Regions from separate parts of the Rattus norvegicus genome. Here region 2 is linked to region 1. A link is a contact called in public Hi-C data. All regions are on one chromosome and are shown on one strand. Each heading gives the region's core, a stretch centred on a gene start, on an enhancer-like site or on the middle of the called end of the contact. The rest is flanking DNA. Distances are from core to core; before and after follow the strand shown.

Region 1 (3,021 bases), core at 229-2,728:
TCTGCTTGTATGTCCACATGTACATTGTGCACTGCTTATGCGCGCACGCACGCGCGCGCATACACACACACACACACACACACACACACACACACACACCACTGCTTACTGTGAGCATTAAGAAAAAATAAGGCTTAGGTGTAATGAAAAAAAAAAAAACCTTCAGAACTGACATGTACAAAGACTGATGATTCCGAAGAAAACACAACACTGAGAAGAAATGTAGAAAGTGCAAGGCTGTTCTTTGAGCTGGACCTCTACTGCTCTTTCTCCTGACTCAGAGCAGGCTCTAAGTACTGGGGCAGCATTGTCTTTGCCTGAGGGAATGGAAAACCATCTCTTCTGAAAACGGTTGTAATAGCGTGTGGGGTCTTGAGAGCTAAGAGGAGAAGGAAGCAGTAAGGCGCAGAGACTGGGGTTAACTCTCGGGGACACAACCTCATTTCTATATTAAATTGTTGTAGTTTTAGATATTCATATAAATTTAAAATTCAGAAAGATACCCATCAAACTGACAGTGTTGTGTCTAGAAAATGGGGGAGAGCAGTATAGGAGGGAGATTTAAAAACAAAAACAAACAACAACAACAAAAAAAAAACACCCTTTTCACTAGTTTTGTCATCATCTAAATGGTTCTAAAAGATTGGAAAGCAATTTTAGAGTAAGAAAAATGTATTTTAAAATCACTGCAAGTGGGCTGGAGAGATGGCCCAACAGTTAGGAGCACTTGCTGATCTTGTGAAGAACGCAGGTTGGATTCTCAGCACCCACATGACTTACAGCAATCCAGTTTCAGGGGTTTTGACACTCTCTTCTGGTCCCCAAGGGAACAAAATATGCGTGTGCTGCCCTAGTATACATTACAGCCGAACACTCATACAGAGAAAACAAAAGTAACTTTAAAATAATTATTGCAATTACATTAAAAGTTTATTATATATGTGCATATGTATGTGCACATATATGTGTGTGCATATATATGTGTGCATATGTGTTCATATATGTGTATATATACATATGTATGTATATGTATATATATATGTACACACACATATCTATATATATATATGCACTTTCATTTATCAATTTACATTCCTCACTTTCCCTTGGGCAGAAGCTAGACAAACACATTTCACTTCCACTTAACCTCTGAGTGGAAAAACTAAACACAAGCAAAAAGCCACACAGCCACAAACATCAAGCAGGACAAAGGCATGGAAACCATCTCCCCATCAAGCTGGGTCGCTGTGTCAGGCTCTTGAAGAAGCCTCGAGACTCGTCACAGCCATCCTGCAGCAGCGCCCACCTCAAGTGCTTCCTCCTGCCCAACCTTCCTCTAGGCACCTTTCCCAAGTAGGATGTGGCATTACCTCCTTCGTGCCAAAAGCTTTTGGAAACCGTCTCTGCTCGCAGTTACAGCTATCTATATCCTGGTTTGCCTGCTGGATCTCCAGGAAGCCCATATACTCCTTGAAAGCAGGAAACATCTGCCCTAAGCCTTGACTCATCATTTCTCAGCACAGTGCCCAGCACAGAACAAGCTCTTAACACACATTCGTGGGAGGGATGGGGAGCACAGAGCAGCTGCAGAAGGCACAGCCCCCAGTCATGGCTAAGGCCTCTCTTTTTCCAAGGGAATGCTGCTTCTCACACTGCAGGAGATAGCGATCGAGAACCATCTGTCCTGTGTGATCGGCACACTCATTCAGCACACAGGTTTACTTATGTGCTCAATCATACTCACTCTTCCTATGTCTCCTTCCCTCATCACATAGCTCTTTAGAGTCCCAAGGCCAGAGAGGGAAGACAAAGTAGTGGGTTGGGGCGTAGGTGGGACGAGGAAGGGGGGTGGGTCTTACACAACTAATTTCATGCTTGGTGTTAGGCAATGTTTCTGGTCTTTTCCAGACACTAACAAAAGTTTTGTAGATGCCAGTGCTACGGTGTCTCCCAAATTTTTTCCAACATGTGTGCCCTCAAAAACAGACATGAGCACTAACAGAGGTGTTTGGGAGAGAACTGCCTGGCGCTTGTCTGGCCCAAGACAGAAGCTCCAGTGATTTCAGCCTTCATCTCCTAGTGTCTCATTTGCTCTAACTCTAATTAATAGAATGGCAGGCAGGGAATGACTGATCGAGCAACCAGCTCACTGGGCTGAAGAAAAGAACACCATCACGCTAACAACCAGGACGAAACAATGCCAAGGGTTAGATTTGGAGGCACAATCATTGGGGAGTTGCAAGAGGACTTTGCTAACCATTTACCCTCCAACAGAGGGCTGCGTACTTCAGTCCCGATGCTTCCCCTCCTAAGTTCCCTGACAATCTGCCATGCCACTGCACCGAAACATAAAGGCCATTTTCGAACCGCTCAAATGCTTTACTTGAAAAAGTCCAAAACTGATCGGAGAGGCCTGTGCCTCAGCCTGCACTTGCCTGTCAGGCCGGCGGTCGTCAGAACTTCCTGACAGAGAACACATTTGGTTTCTGAAGCTGGATCTGTGCTGGAATGACTGGCCCCTGTGGTTCTGAATTCACTTCCACATAGGACTGTTGATGCAGAGCTTTTTATTTTAGTAAGCAGAAGATATCATTCCGTCCAGAGGAACACCTGTTGTCCACACTGCCAACTGCCATTTCCTTCCTGCAGGCAGGAAGTCAAAAACTGAAAGTCTCTAAAAATCGTTAGCGAGAGCATTTGCAATCTAGAGGTTCATACATTGTTTTCGGCAGAGGGTCTGTGAAATGGAACGGACAAACTGCCAAGAATGTTCTGGTACGTCTGGAGTTTGCTTCCTGAGATCACATGGTGTCGAGGGGCACAGAGTCCGGAGCTGGTAACAGCGACGCTTCTCGCGGGATCGAGCTGGATCTGCAGAGAGTCTGGGGAGGAGGTGGAAACATGGTCCTGGGCCTAATTTACAATTTCTAAAGCTTGCTGAGCCTCGTAAGCAGGTGTGACCAAATAAATCACTAGAAGTCGTCTCAATAAGCTTATGACCCGACGCGCCCTCTGCCCTAA
Region 2 (3,021 bases), core at 259-2,758, 66 kb before region 1:
CACTTGAATTTCTACGGCACACGCACGCCAAAATGCAATGAACACAATAAAACCTTTTCCAGATAAATAAATAGTGAAAAGAGATGAGGGTATGGCTCTACAGCAGAGTACAAGTCTAGAGTCTCCCAGTGAGGGGCTGAGAAATCACAGGCCTGGAGTAACACAAAAACATCTGCACCTTCAAGGGACACTCCTGCACCCACTTTTTATTTGCTTTTCATTCTCTAGAGAGACCTGAAAGACCTCATACTTTGTGTCCCAGTAACTGAGCACACCAAGTGCCCTACAGGGCCTCACACTCTCTCCCAGTATCTGTGCCCAAAGAGACCCACAGGTTCTCACACTCTGTATTCAGGTATCTGTGCCCAAAGACCTCACACTCTGTCTCAGTATTTGTAGCCACAAAGAGAAAGACATTAGGGAGGCATCCTGCTGTCTCAACGGAGGGAAACATTCCTAAGAAAATTGAGAACATCTTTATCAAACAGCTCCCTAGAAAACTTCCGGCATCAGTGTCACCATAGAACTTGGGTTAGGACCAAGGGTACAAACTGTCCAGCAGGTTTCAGTTGTCTGATGAAAAAGAAGGGTGATAAAAAAGGCAAAATAAGTCTCAAAATAGACCTGGGAGTGCAGACTCTCCCAGTCCCTCCCATTCTGGTTCTTAGGAGTCCAGAGAAATGCAGACTCAGCAATGCCCTTGAGCGTCTAAGGAGCCCTGATCAGTTCCTATGGACATATCAACCACCTTCAGACTTCAGCACTGAACACATCCGCCTGTGAGACGGTAGGAACAATTTTGGATACAGAAAAGGATGGACTTTCTAGTAATAAAAATTATGAATGAAAGGGCTCATGGGAAACTCTGAGTGTAAGAATTACCACGTCCCTGCTCTAGGGAGATTCCCCTCCTTATCAATTTGCATCTTGGATGAGGGGCAGCAACTTCCTCTTTCCCCACTAGAAATGCTCAGAGGTATCTGTAGAGAGGAGGAGAGCAGTGGCATAAACTGAAAACTAGAACTAGGGCAAACCACAAAACAAGAAACCGTTGCACACGAACCAGGTAGAAAAAACTAGACATGATGTCCTCAGGAGGACAGAGGTGCTGAGGGCTTCAGCCTGGGCGATATCTGACATGGGAGAGCGGCAGCATTGCCTGGGTGTAGCTCAACTCCCACCCCGATTGCCAAGCCACAGCCAGATGCAGGCTCTATTCGAGTCAGGTAAAAACACAGATGTTAAGGACAGTGCATTCAACTCCTCTTCCAGATGTGCACAGGACTCAGCATATACTTCAAACAAAATGGTATGCAAAGCCCCCACCTCAAAATAGACTTACCCAAGAGTTGAACAGCGACCGGAATCACAGAGATAAAAGCCAGGAGCAGGGGGAGTCTCATGGCCCAGAGTGTGTGTTCCATTGAGGGAGAAGAGGGAAAGGGGAAAAGAAAAGCCAAAGAATACAGCCCAAGTCCCCGGGTTGCCCCTTGGCTTAGTCCAGGGTCTGGGAGCCGTCTGACTGAAAAGGAGAAGAGAGGAAGCTGTCTCTTTTAAAGGACTCCTGAATTTAGGAAAACCCTCCAATTGACAGATATCCTGTCACATGGGGGCGGTTAGAAAAACAGGAATTCAAAGTTACAACTTTGCTTCGTAAGCTAAGGCACAGGGGGAAGGGGAGAGAGGAACATGTGGAGGAGAGGAGTGAACGCAGGAAGTGTGGAGAAGTGAGGACCCAAGCCTCAGGCCTCAGCTGCAGGAGGGAGAGACAGCCCAGCGGAGTTCTCCACAGGTGCTGGGCACTGACTACTTTGGAGGCCATTATCTGGGTGAGGAAAGTGACAGTCTCCAGGAGGCAGTGTGGAGGCTCTTATGCATGTAGCCTCAATTCTAATGTCAGAAAGGGAGGACACGCACTCCAAAGGTCAGAAACATTTCCTGAAGGTGTAAAACTGACCCTCCGCCCCAATCCTGTGTTCAGAGCCCCGGCCCCCGACACACACACACACACACACACCTTGGAAAGGGTCAAAGGTATGGTTCACATAGAGCTTTGCTCCTATCTCTGGAAGGAAAATGAAAGAGAAGTTAATTTTAAGACAATTTCAGTGAGGTCCAGAAAGAGAAAGTTCTAGAAGCCTTTCTCTAGAAAGCCAGAGGAAACAGTGGCAAAAGCTTTGTAGTTGGTTTGCTGCCGGGGCTCAACCATCACAGTCCTCTGAGTTGGAAAAGGGGAAGACCTCTCCCTTGCAAAAGAAAGCCTGGCTTGGGTCCAAAAGTTACTTGTTGATTCATGAAACTGGGATTCTCTCTTGACATTACAGGGTGGTTCACAAAGCACCACACAACCGACCTAAACCTTGATTTTTTTTTCAGGAGTTGAACCAGAATTAAGAATATTTTGAAATGGATAGTGGTTAGATAACCAGGGAAAGACCTGGAACCGGAGGGTGGGAAATGTAAGTGTTTCAAAAAGAAGCTTCTGGAAACACTGGAGAGTTAGAAATTGTAAACAGATGGTTTATCTGCAAATGAAAAGCTGTTAAGAAGCATCAATTCTGAGGCAAAGGTTCACACTTTACTTCCCAGTAAGAACTGTGATTTCTCTCAATAAATTTCTTCTTTAAAAGCCTCAAGTAGGAAGGTGCGGAGAGAGGACCCACAGTTCTGTTCCATCCATTCTACCAACGCTTAACTGACAAAGAAAATTCTCCCAAAACTAGAGGCACAGCAAATGTTTTGTGTCCAAACACTGCTTAACTGTCTTACCAGAGGAACATTGAAACAGTCTTTCAATATTTCAATTCCTAGCTCAGGCTGGCCTTGAATTCTTAATTCCCGTTTCGGCTTTCTGAGTGCCGGAATTATGGGTGTGCCCCGCCCCATGCCTGCTGCCCAGAAATGTTTTAATTGGTCTTTTAAACGCACGCCATTTAAATTGTTTTACCTAATTGAGGTTTACGTGGATTTACTTTCAGAGGAAAAGAAGAGTTGCCTGAATTGTAGGCGTCCCATCTGTAC

Evidence for each region. A called contact is a pair of places that touch in the nucleus more often than the background predicts.
Region 2: a Hi-C map of liver shows a contact between it and region 1, with 6 times the contacts expected there. The contact joins the promoter of Mrc1 here to the enhancer-like site in region 1. A contact is called at or near these places in 2 of 12 Hi-C or Micro-C datasets (liver and psoas muscle).

Annotation. Positions count from the first base shown.
Region 1 is chr17:82,089,893-82,092,913 of GRCr8, reverse strand. Tmem236 (transmembrane protein 236) reads right to left here. Exons shown (of 4, transcript XM_001057551.8): 1 at 1-3,021. Among named protein-coding and RNA genes, the nearest start is that of Tmem236, 16 kb to the right of the region's middle. Within about 2 kb of position 1,478, at least 17 of the 93 cell types and tissues checked have an H3K27ac peak or open chromatin away from gene starts, as enhancers often do.
Region 2 is chr17:82,156,212-82,159,232 of GRCr8, reverse strand. It overlaps Mrc1 (mannose receptor, C type 1), which reads right to left and starts at 1,508. Exons shown (of 30, transcript NM_001106123.2): 1 at 1,343-1,508. The coding sequence starts at 1,403.